Linked DNA regions of Hordeum vulgare: all the other regions are linked to region 1. A link is a contact called in public Hi-C data. All regions are on one chromosome and are shown on one strand. Each heading gives the region's core, a stretch centred on a gene start, on an enhancer-like site or on the middle of the called end of the contact. The rest is flanking DNA. Distances are from core to core; before and after follow the strand shown.

Region 1 (4,241 bases), core at 1,287-3,786:
TGCCATGGATGCTTCTGCCGACCACCAGAGCGATGTCGATCTTCCTGGAGCTTCGGTCATCGGCGAGAGATGCCTAGATCCTTCCTCCGAGCCTATTTAAGGCGCCTCCCATGTCCCTCTCCCTCTCCAGCAACATCCTCGCCCCCACCCAGTCGCTCTTCTCAAGCCGGAGCTCTCTGCTCCTCTCCCGTGGCCAAAGCGCCCGCCGCCGTTCCCCTCGAACGATTCCGACGTCCTCGCCCTTTCCCTCCTCTCCATCCGCACCTCTGCCCTCCACTAGGTGCCCGTGCACCGCCACCCCCTCCAATTTCGGGCCAGAATTGTCGTGGCCGTCGTTGGCGTCGCGTCTCTGGCTCCCCTCGGCGTCCCGGTCGTGCTGGGATGGAGGCGGCGCCTTGCCCCGAGCCCACCGGTGCCTCTCCCTCGGGCCATGGTGACCGGAGCCGCCCTGGCAGACCCCAGCGCCAGCGCCTCCTCTCTGTCCTGCGGGCGAGCTGGAGGAAGAAGAAGACGGGAGGAGAGAGAGAGAGATGGGGCAGGGCCCCACCTCTCAGTGAGAGAAGGAGTCAACCCCGGGCCCGCGCAGTTTTAAGTGAAGGCGTATTTCTAGAAATACGCTTTCCCACTGCAGAAGACTTCGAAATGTATATTCAAATGTTTCAATCATATTCTTGCATTTAAATGTTGTCTTATATAAAAATATATTTCATACCAAAACAGAAGACTTCGAAATGTATATTCAAATGTTTTAATCATATTCTTGCAAAAAATTATATCTGTAGAAAATGATTCTTGTGTACAAGAAAATGTAAAATTTGCATTAAACATAGGCATTGAAACATATATCTAAAAAAGTGTCATGTATTCCAAAATTTTTAAATGTGTATAAAAAAAGATGTTTCTTATATATAATAAAAAAGTACAATATGTATGAAAAGGGCAGACATAAATATTTATATAAAAAAAATCTCGTATTTAAAAATGTTAAACGAATATAAAAAATTGTTCCTAACATATTTATCTAAATATGTATTGAAAAGTAGCACAAAATTATATTAAAACAATGTTCACCATGTATTTGATAAAAATGTATAAAAATATTCTTGTCATATATAAAAAATGTGCAATGTGTATGAAAAGCGCAAAACCCAAAGAAAACTAGAAGGAAACAAAGAAAACACAAAAAACACGAAAAAACATAAAAATTACATAAACAAAGAAACCAATGGAAACTTGTGGAACATAGTGTATAATGAAAATTAAATCAAAGAAAACCTTAAATAAAACCATTAGAAACATGAAAATATACAAAAGCAAGGGTAAGCCAAAGAAAACTGATGAGAACCATAAATAAATACATAAAAATAAGAGAAGAAAAACTATAGATATGAGGAAATCCGTAAGGAGAACACACATAAAAAATTAAATATTATAAACAATGAAAACCAAAGACAGTGAAGAATAATAATGAAAACCCAATGAAAATTGTAAAGAAATCACAAAATAGAAAGGGAGAAAATAAGCGTTAAAAAACAAAAAGCCATAAAGAAAAGCAATAAAAAGTAAGAAAGAAAAGAAAATAGAAGAAAACTGTAAAGAAAACACATAGAAAAGAAAGAAAGGCGAAAACAAGTGTAAACTGTAGAGAAAAACAAGAAAAGAAATAAATAAAAAACCATAAAAACCAGACCAACCAATTAACAGACAACAAAGAACAAGAAAAAACATCAAGAAGCGATAGAACGAATGATCGAGCGTCACCTAGTTCACAAGCCATACAGATAGAAGAAACTCACCAGGCCGAAAAAACTAAAAATGGAAGAACGAAAAAAGTTAAGGCGGAAGTAGCTGGCTATAATTGTCGCGGCGCGTCTAGGTCAGTGCTTCACGTGCTGCAGAGCAAACTGGCGCTCACACGATCGCTAGCGTGGCCCAGCGCATGAATGCAACATGCTCGCTCGCTCGGTCGGTTGTCGCACATGCTTTGTTTGCTCAACCAACATTTGACTGTTCGGCCATTTACTTTCAAAAACAACCTACGTTTTGAATTTAGTTCACAATTTTTATTTATTTTAAATTTGAAAAAATGTCCATGAAATTTGCAAAATAATCATGAATTTGGGAAAACAAATACACCAATTTTTGTTCTCCTTTTCACAATTTTGTTCTCAGGATTCAAAAAATGTTCATGGTTTTTAAAATTTTTGTTTTCAAGATTTAAAAAATCTTTGTGCTTTAAAAAATTGTTAACACTTCCAATTTTTTTCATGATGTTTCGAAATTGTTATGAAAATTCGAAAAATGTTTTTATTCAGATAAAAGTAAAAGGAAAAAGGAAAGAAAAAACGAACCAAAAAAGTGAAATAAACAGAGAAGAAAAAAGTAACAGAAATAAAAAAACTAAATTGGGCCGGCCCAGTCCAGGCACCCCCCTGTGCGGCGCAGGGCTGCCGGCCGCTGTGAGTGGCAGGTAGGAGCTCCCCGTTCGTGCTCCTGGCGCCTGCAGCGCCCCGTACCGGGCCGGGCCACGAAACATGACTAGCGAACGCAAAATAACAATAATAAAAAGCCGAAATTATTGATCTCCACAGGAGCGCCCCTACTGGGCCGTCCTAGTTTTTTTTTCTGTTAGTTTTTTCCTCCTCTGTTTATTTTCTTTTTTTGGTTCGTTTTTTCTTTCCTTTTTCCTTTTCCTTTTTAATTTGAAAAAAAATATTTTTCTGAATTGGAATAATTTTTTTGAAAAATCATGAACAAATTTGGAAACGCGAACACTTTTTTAAAGCAAGAACATTTTTTGAATCTTGAGAATTTTTTTTTGAAAAGTAGAACAATTTTGAAAAACCCTGAACAAATTTGAAAACAAATTTTTCAATCACAAACATTTTTTTAAATTTTGAGAACAATTTTCATAAACGTGAACAAATGTGGAAGCTTGAACAATTTATTAAAGAACGGACATTTTTTGAATCTTGAAAACAAAATTTGTAGAAGGAGAACAATTTTGAAAACCCCAAACAAATTTGAAAGCGCGGAATTTTTTAAAGCATGAACAATTTTTGGAATTTTGAGAACAAATTTTGAAACTGTGTACAGTCTTAAAAAAAGTGAACAAATTTCGAAGAGCAAACAAGTTTTGAAAGCACGTACATTTTTTAAATCTTGAGAACAAAAATTTGAGAAGGAGAACAATTTTGAAAAAAATAATATTTGAAAGCGCGAACAAATTTTTAAAGCATGATTTTTTTTTCTTTTGAGAACAAATTTTTGAAGCAACAAAAAAAATGTGAACAAATTTCGAAGCACGAACAATTTTTTAGATACATGAACATTTCTTGAATCTTGAGAACAAAATTTTGAAAAGGAGAAATGTTTTGAAAACCCCCAGATATATTTGAAAGAGCGAACAATTTTTGAAAGAACGAACATTTTTCCCAATTTTGAGAGCAAAATTTTAAACCGAGAACAATTAAAAAAACGTGAAAGAATTTGTAAGGCGAACAATTTTTAAAATACAGAAAAGTTTTGGAAAATATAAATTAGTTCATAGTCTATATACAAATTTGAAAACAGTAGAATTTTACAAATATAGACTATTTTTGTAAATTTGTGAACAATTTTTGGAACGGGAATATTTTTTGAACTTATTTACACTTTTTAAAACAAGAAGATTTTTTGAACTTACGTACAATTTTTGAAATGCCAAATATTTTTTAGAAAATGAAGGATATTTTTTAAAATTCCCGAACATTTTAAATTCATGAATAATTTTAGAATTGGCGAACAAAATGCGATTTTTTTTAATCAGTGCACAAATATTCAAAAAAAGAAAAAAACCTTTTTCGTAAAACAGGAACATTTTATATAAAAATGTGGAAAGAAGAACATTTTTTAATTTTGTTTGAACATTTTACGAAACAGGGAACATTTTCTGAAAATTCATGCAGTTTTTTAAATAATAGAACAGTTTTTGAAGCACGAACATTTTTTAAAAGATGAACACATTTTGGAAGCAAGAACATTTGTTGAAGCACGGACATTTAAAAATAAACTGTGAATACGAGAACATTATTATAAATTCAATACAAAAATTATAAAATGTCAAACAGAAAAATAGAAAACGGAAAAAGGAACTAAAGTGAAAGATAAAAAATGAAAAAGGAGACAATATTTTTTGAGGAAAAGTACATTTTTTACAGTACCGATTTTTCTTTAAATGTCGGACATTTTTATAAAATCAA
Region 2 (4,241 bases), core at 1,157-3,656, 230 kb after region 1:
GATCGTGTCATTTTGTTGCTACTGTTTTCTGCGTGTCAGGTATTTGTTCCTATGACCATAAGATCATATAACTCACTGACACCGGAGGAATGCTTTGTGTGTATCAAACGTCGCAATGTAACTGGGTGACTATAAAGATGCTCTACAGGTATCTCCGAAGGTGTTCGTTGAGTTAGTATGGATCAAGACTGGGATTTTTCACTCCGTGTGACGGAGAGGTATCTCGGGGCCCACTCGGTAATACAACATCACACACAAGCCTTGCAAGCAACGTGACTTAGTGTAAGTTGCGGGATCTTGTATTACGGAACGAGTAAAGAGACTTGCCGGTAAACGAGATTGAAATAGGTATACGGATACTGACGATAGAATCTCGGGCAAGTAACATACCGAAGGACAAAGGGAATGACATACGGGATTATATGAATCATTAGCACTGAGGTTCAAACGATAAGATCTTCGTAGAATATGTAGGATCCAATATGGGCATCCAGGTCCCGCTATTGGATATTGACCGAGGAGTCTCTCGGGTCATGTCTACATAGTTCTCGAACCCGCAGGGTCTGCACACTTAAGGTTCGACGTTGTTTTATGCGTATTTGAGTTATATGGTTGGTTACCGAATGTTGTTCGGTGTCCCGGATGAGATCACGGACGTCACGACGACTCATTTGATTACCGGAAGGTTTTCGGAGTTATCGGGAATGACGAATGGGTTCCGGGTGTTCACCGGGGGAGGCAACCCACCCGGGGAAGCCCATAGGCCTTGGGGGTGGCGCACCAGCCCTTAGTGGGCTGGTGGGACAGCCCAAGAAGGCCAAATGCGCCATACGAAGAAAATCAAAGAGAAAAGAAAAAAAGGGAGGAGGTGGGAAAGGGAAGAAGGACTCCACCTTCCAAACCAAGTTGGATTCGGTTTGGAAGGGGAGACCTTCCCCCCTTGGCTCGGCCGACCCCCTTGGGGCTTCTTGAGCCCCAAGGCAAGGCCCCCCCCCCCTCTCTCACCTATATATACGGAGGTTTTAGGGCTGATTTGAGACGACTTTGCCACGGCAGCCCGACCCCATACCTCCACGGTTTTTCCTCTAGATCGCGTTTCTGCGGAGCTCGGGCGGAGCCCTGCTGAGATAAGATCACCACCAACCTCCGGAGCGCCGTCACGCTGTCGGAGAACTCTTCTACCTCTCCGTCTCTCTTGCTGGATCAAGAAGGCCGAGATCATCGTCGAGCTGTACGTGTGCTGAACGCGGAGGTGCCGTCCGTTCGGCACTAGATCGTGGGACTGATCGCGGGACGGTTCGCGGGGCGGATCGAGGGACGTGAGGACTTTCCACTACATCAACCACGTTCACTAACGCTTCTGCTGTACGGTCTACAAGGATACGTAGATCACTCATCCCCTCTCGTAGATGGACATCACCATGATAGGTCTTTGTGCGCATAGGAAAATTTTTGTTTCCCATGCGATGTTCCCCAACACCTGTTTGGTTTCAATAAGTCACGTGACTTAAAACCATTGACTTATAAGTCACGCCTGTTTGGTTGTCATCTGACTTATAAGTCACCTTTTCATGCAAAAATGGGTGATTTATAAGTTTTAAGTTGGGGTGGAGCAACTTATGACTTATAAGTTAGGGTGACTTATAAGTTGGTTCTGTTTGATAAAATAAATCACTTTTTGCACTTTTCAATTTATAAGTTAGTGACTTATTTGAAAGAAAAAAAAGGCCTTATCCTCTGTTCCTGGCTGACATCGTGCTGGAGCTCCGGCGGCTCACTGGACTTCGGGCCTGCCGGGGCAGTGCAGAATTATTCCCGGTGGGCCATCCCGTGACGCAAGGATTGGACCGCCAGCCTCTGATCCGATCGTGCCGCTGCTGCTCCCGACCCCCAATCCCGAATCCCGATCACATCCGCAAACACATTTGAATCTTGGCGCCCACCCACGGGAGACGAGGCGGCGGCATGCATGCATGTGCGCGTGCCACCGCTGATGCCGTCACGCGTCACGTGCCGCGCCCGGCGCTGCTCCAAACCCAGCGCTGGATCCTGGCAAAAGGAGGCCAACGCTCACGCTGTCACGCACTCAGGAACAGACAGACTGACAGATCGAGAAAAAACGCGCAGCGTTGGCGCATCTAACGACCCCCAATAATGCACGACGGTTTCCGAGCCGTCTAGTACAGAGACCACGGAGACGGAGAGAAGATACACACATGAATACGAGAATACAAGGGCCCATGCGTGATAACTCCGGAGCCAACCGCCCACACATCCAACGATCGATCTCGACGGAGCTGCATGCCAGGGACGGAACCAATCATCCGTCGTCGTCGACAACGGGCAAGGGGCCCGCGCGCGAATGATGCCGGAGGCGCCATGTGGCCGGGCCGCCGCTTTACACCCACGCCATGCTGTGTGGGTGCACGCCACGCTCTCCGGGGGGCGAGGGAGAGGCGACGGGCCGAACAACTCGACACGGCACATGCGATTGCATCCGTTGGTTTGTGTAGTTGCGATGCGCGCGCGCAAAAGGGGCGTGGCTTTGGTTCTGCTTTGCTTTGCCTCGTTGCTTGGCTTGGGCTTCACCTTTGCCTTTGGCATCTGCTGCTCCCATCCGACTCTGTGTATTATACCTTTTTTTGGCTATTTTAGTGTCTCCTCCTCCTTTTGCTTGCTGCCTACTGGTATTACGGCGCGAGCAGGATCAGAAGACAAGTATGACATGTGTCGCCATGCCATTTGGATGGGGCGAGAAGGGACCCGGCCATGCCATGATGCCTATCCGAATCCGATCCATGGGCACTGCAGAGATGAGCTCATGCCTGCTGCGCAGATCGGCAGTCGGCACACCAAGTTGTTGATGATGATGCAGTTGTGCTGCCTGCCTTTACAAACAAGGAGCGCAGCTTTCCGGATGGCGTAAACAATATTTTACCCCTGACGCTACTCCACCCCCTGACACCGCCAGCCTTCGACGCATACGTCGGCTGGGGAGCGGGTGACGCAGGGCCAGGGACATGTGTCGTCACGCCGGCTAGCCATGGATAGGTTTCTTTATCGCTGGCCAGCTGCAATCATTGGCCACACCCGCACAGGGGACCATGCCTTCTTGCTTCTTGCATCTTGCGCGCCCTCTCTCACACACACACACACACTCGGACTCGTGGTGGTCGTTGGTCAACCTAGATCGCACTACAGATGGTGCGGCACAAGGGTAGGGCAGGGACGGTGTACTGCACACTGTGCAGGGACGCGCCTCGCCCGAGGCAGGGCAGGTGCGCCGTGCGCGTGAGGTGCATGGGGTCCCGAAACGTAACGAGTCGAGGTTTGTGACTGCGTCGGAAATACTCACTTTAAGGCACGGTGGTATTCTCGCTATCACTCTATAAGTCTTGGTGCTCAGATTATTTTTAAATTCATTTTGAATTTATGATAATGTACGTTCAGTGAGATGAAACGTTTTCGTGAACAATAACTATATAAATCTTAAGATGATATGTCGACTAACCTTTTTGAAGGTGCTTATAGCAAAAAGGGTGTGTATGTGTATTCGTACATTTGAGTGTATAGACGTTTATACCTGGGCTTGCATCTGAAGTGTGAAAAAATTATAGAGGATTTGAAACGAAATTACTCTTGTCTAGTTTGTTAATTAACAACAAGTAAATAATTTCGACTAGGCAAATAAGGGATACATGCAATTGGGGAAGAAATTCTTTCCTTTGCTTCCACAATTAAAAATACATGCAACCAGGGATACATATATTTTAAAAATGTTGGTCAATCATTTGAAGAATGTTATACATACATAGAAAAATGTTGATTATGTATTAAATAGATGATGATTTTTGGATCATGTATTTAGAAAAATGATGATCAAGCATTTGAACAATGTTAAATATTTATAGAAAAATATTGACCATCTATTAAAAAATGATGATTATTTTATAGTGTACTCCATCCATACCTAAATATAAGTCTTTTTAGAGTTTTTAATTGAAAAAACTACATACACATGTATACATTAGAATATAAATTCACTTATTTTGCTCCGTATGTAGCCCCTCGTGAAATCTCTAAAAAGACTTATATTTAGGACCGGAGGGAGTATATGAAATCTTAATCAACCATATGAAATCTTAAACAACTTTTTAAAACATCTTAATCAACGATACGAAAAAATATTGAACCAGTATTTGCAAAATGTTAATTCTGCATTTGGAAAAATATTGAACAAA
Region 3 (4,241 bases), core at 1,122-3,621, 140 kb after region 1:
CACACGGAAAGTTAATGCATCGTGCCTAAGTGTTTTGGGATTATTTGATTTTCGTAAGATGACTACCCACACGGAAAGTTAATGCATCGTGCCTAAGTGTTTTGGGATTATTTGATTTTCGTAAGATGACTTATTCACCGAGACTGAGGGAGTACAAGTCCTTGCCTATTTTTATTCTAACGGCTACGCTAAAACCTCGGGTCTCTTGTTCTGAACTTTGTTCTTAATTACTCCCTCCCTATAAAAATATCAAAGTGTTAACAGAGAGTGGTGCTTTAGCTCATAGATGTAGGTACACCTATTATGAAATATATAAAAACATTTTAGGATATTAAAAAATAAAACAGTGATTTCGCGTGTACATCTGAACATTCTATGTTTGAAGAATTTTTTTGCAAAGAAAGAACATTTTTATGGTATGTATAAAAAAGATAAACAAATGTTTCGTTTTTCCGATGAAAATAAATAAATGTCTTGCGAATAGTTATAATTAAGCATCAAAAAATATCTTTTTTACATAAGCCACAAAAAATGTATTTTTTTACCGAATTTTTGTGCACGAACAAATAATGCCCCAATGTACACACGTTTTTTGTTTGTTTTTGTTTTTACTTTTTAAAATGTGTATTTAGAGCATCTAAACCTATGGGCCAAAGTGAATTTCTCTTTAGATCACTATTTCAGTGATGTAAATGCTAGTTTTCTGCTGTGCCATTTCGAAATAGCTACCCATCAAGTAGCTGCAAGTTTACTCATAGGCTGTGCCAGCGCAGAACCCATCGACATGGCTTTGCCTGATGCAATAAATCTCACCTTTAAAAACGTACACGCGCCCATACAGTCCGAGTTCAGTGAACGCGATCGCGGAGTTCATGTGAAGATGCGATGCGTTTTCAGGAATCCGATGCGTGCATGCATGCATGCATTCCCCCACTGCACAGCCGTGTTTAATTATTACCACTACTGCAGTGCACAGTGGCACAGCTTTCTGCTCCCAGATTGGAGCTAAAAGTACGTACGTACGTACGTACACGGTACACAGCCAAGGCGTAAGCTCAGTGGGCTGCACGAAGCTTGATGTTTGTTTTCGAATCCAACGTAAAAGGGACCATCACTTGCCGCTGCCGTCCCCGTAGCTGTTGCTTGTTTTAGAAAAGGATTCAGGTTTGGGAGACGGAGACAGACTGAAGCGCCGGCATTTATTTATTTTCATCGGAAAAACGAGACATTTTTCAACTTATAAGTTGGTGAATTATTTGGAACCAAATAGGACATAACTGTCCGTTTGGTCAGGGTTGCAAGCGCGAACCTTGCTTCTGCGGAGACGCGAACCATTCAGTTTGCACTTCCATCTGCATTACGGAGTAGCATTCTACGGCTACAAAGTACGCGGGAAGCCACTCCCCGTCGGTGATGATGATTAAACTCAGGACCTTCCTGTACATGCACCGGTTAATCCCAATTGAATCATCATTACTACAAGCAACCAAAGCACAATTATCACGACGACTCTCTGGTCTCTGCCATGCCTCGTCTCCGTCTCGGTTCATCGTTCGCTCTCCCTGCGCGTGGCCTTGACCACCGTCTTCCGTTCCGCGGTGTGTACAGACACTAATGTAACATCGCACCGAAGCCCGATGCCTTTACGACGGATGAAGCTTCACAGAGAAAAGAAAGAAAGAAAGAAAGAGAGCAACTAAACCATGAATTGAATTTCAGCGAGTGTACAAGTTCCTCTCCGATTTGATCTTGATCTGTTGATGATGCCTCGGCAACGACAAATGTAAATGGCACGACGAAGCCTTTTCTGGAGACTGGCGCGGCATTGTCAGGTGTACCTTACCACCAAGTCATATCAGTGGTAGTAGTTGCGAGACATCCTGGACCTTGGAGGAAGCCCTAACCGTTCAGGTTCAGGGAGGCTCGCTCGGCTCCGCTCTCGCGCATAATTGGCGTTCGTTTCAGCTGTAATCTAACACGCCAATAATCTGTTTTCGAGCCAAGGCTGCACGCAAATCCGCATGTTATCGTCCATGTGTTGATCCAATTATTTCGCCCCCGCAAAAAGGACCATTATTCCCGTCCGGTGTAATCTAATCTAGTATTGGAAAGCTCCAGCCCTCCAGGGACGAGGGAGGGTGAGCCCATGACAGATTTCGTGTAGGAGTAGTACGTAATACTTATTTCTTTTATTATTGGATTCTTGGAAGGGTATGAGTGAGTGAGTGAGAATGGTGGGCCCGGGTGCCAGCCACAGCGAGATGGTTCTGGTTCTGGTTCTACACCCTGCAACATAATGTTGGCACTTCACAGTTCACACCCCCACCAAATCTAAATTCCCCGCACCCACCTATATATAAGCCTCTCTACTCCACACCAAGTAGGAGTACATCCCCTTCTCTCCTCTCCTCTCCTCTCCGCAATACGCAAGCCTCCCTCCCTCTCGGCTCGGCTCGGCTCGTCTCGTCTCGTGTCAGTCGTGTGCGTTTGCAAGAAATCCATAGGAACCAGCGAGGAACCATGGGGCAGAGGTTGAGGTTCTTCTGCTGCGGCTGCGGGGCCAATGCGGCCGACGGCGGCGACATGGAGGTGGACGACGAGCCGGAGCGCGGCGGGGGCAAAGGGGGCGAGGAGGCCGGGACGCGGCAGCTGTCGTGGGCGCAGGTGGAGCGGATGACGGGCGGGTTCACCTCCGCCGTGGTGGGCGAGGGCGGGTTCAGCACCGTCTACCTCGCGCGCCTCTCCGGCGCCCTCGCCGCCGTCAAGGTCCACCGCAGCAGCGAGCGCATCCACCGCGTCTTCCGCCAGGAGCTCGAGACGCTCCTCCGCGTCCGCCACCCGCACATCGTCCGCCTCCTCGGCTTCTGCGAGCAGCAAGGTGCGTGCTTTATTCCCGCGTCGTCGTCGTGCTGAAAGCTGGAAGCTGAACGCTGGAAGCTGAATTGTGTTTGTGGGTTTGGTGGATGCAGACGAGGGCGTGCTGGTGCTGGAGTTCGCGGCGAACGGGAACCTGTACGAGAAGCTGCACGGCGGGGGCAAGGCGGCGGGGGCGATGCCGTGGGCGCGGCGGGTGTCGGTGGCGGTGCAGGTGGCGCAGGCGCTCGAGTACCTGCACGAGCGGTGCGAGCCGCAGGTGGTGCACGGCGACGTGAAGGCGTCGAACGTGCTCCTGGACGCGTCCATGTCCGCCAAGCTCTGCGACTTCGGGTCGGCGCGGATGGGGTTCTCCGCCGCCGTCCGCCCGCGGTCGTCGGCGCACACCATGCTCGGCTCCCCGGGATACGTCGACCCGCACTACATCCGCTCCGGCGTGGTCACCAAGAAGACGGACGTCTACAGCTTCGGCGTCCTCCTCCTGGAGCTCCTCACCGGCATGGAGGCCTTCTGCCCCGTGGAAGGCCGGCTGCTGACCGCCGTCCTCGCGCCGCGGCTCAAGGCCGCCGGCGACGCGCGGATGCTGGTGGACGAGAGGCTGGGGAGCGCGTACGACGCGGGCGAGGCGTCCGCCGTGGCCGCGCTGGCGGCGTCGTGCGTGGGGCAGAACCCGAGCCTCCGCCCGTCCATGGGCGACGTGGTGCGCACCCTGGAGCAGAGCGCGCAGGGCTCCATCCTGGCCGTGGGGAGAGGATCGGACGGCCAGGGGAAGCTGTGATCCACGAGGGCCGTAGGCGCTAGATCCGGATTGGCCAGCTGTAGCCTGTGGTGTGAGCTGCACAGCACACATGGAGCCTCGGTACAGGCCGAGGGCGTACAAACCGCTAGTGGGCGAGCACATCGAAAACCCATCGAAAAAAAGAAGAAGAAGTTGGTTTGGGAAAAGATTTGGAAGAGGAAAAAAGTTACTGTAGGGTTTGTGCGCGCTGACATTATTTGCCAAAAGGTGGCAGTGATCTTAGAGTGAAAAAGAGAGAGAGAGAGGGAGGGAAAAAAAGACTGAAAACTGGGGTCGTCCATTAATTCTGCGATTCTGAAGATTTTGGTGATTGTTTCGTTGGTTTGTAAAGTACATTGAGTGTTGTTGTTGCTGCTGTTCAAATTCGTTCGTTTTGTTTGTGGTTTGACAGCTCTTCTTTCCGCAACTGATGTGCTTCGGATTTATTACCGCTATATGGTGCTACGGTGACGTCAGAAAGACGAACAAATCTAGCGGCCCTGGTTCAGAAGCAGAAAGTAAACAGCGCACCGCGTTGTTATTCCGCTGTCCCGCAAGAGAGAGCACCGGATTCCGAAGCTCCGTTTTT

What was found. A called contact is a pair of places that touch in the nucleus more often than the background predicts.
Region 2: a contact with region 1 is called in a Hi-C map of seedling, with 9 times the contacts expected there. The contact joins two enhancer-like sites. A contact is called at or near these places in 5 of 6 Hi-C or Micro-C datasets (leaf and seedling).
Region 3: a contact with region 1 is called in a Hi-C map of leaf, with 4 times the contacts expected there. The contact joins the promoter of LOC123434103 here to the enhancer-like site in region 1. A contact is called at or near these places in 5 of 6 Hi-C or Micro-C datasets (leaf and seedling).

Annotation. Positions count from the first base shown.
Region 1 is chr1H:328,651,470-328,655,710 of MorexV3_pseudomolecules_assembly, forward strand. No RefSeq gene overlaps it. Among protein-coding and RNA genes, the nearest start is that of LOC123434077, 7.5 kb to the left of the region's middle. Within about 2 kb of position 2,537, at least 3 of the 3 cell types and tissues checked have open chromatin away from gene starts, as enhancers often do. A contact at or near this core is called in leaf and seedling, where this site is marked.
Region 2 is chr1H:328,880,940-328,885,180 of MorexV3_pseudomolecules_assembly, forward strand. No RefSeq gene overlaps it. Among protein-coding and RNA genes, the nearest start is that of LOC123422833, 62 kb to the right of the region's middle. Within about 2 kb of position 2,407, at least 3 of the 3 cell types and tissues checked have open chromatin away from gene starts, as enhancers often do. A contact at or near this core is called in leaf and seedling, where this site is marked.
Region 3 is chr1H:328,793,609-328,797,849 of MorexV3_pseudomolecules_assembly, forward strand. LOC123434103 (salt tolerance receptor-like cytoplasmic kinase 1) reads left to right here and starts at 2,372. Exons shown (of 2, transcript XM_045115492.1): 1 at 2,372-2,878; 2 at 2,970-4,036. The coding sequence starts at 2,521. The coding sequence ends at 3,652.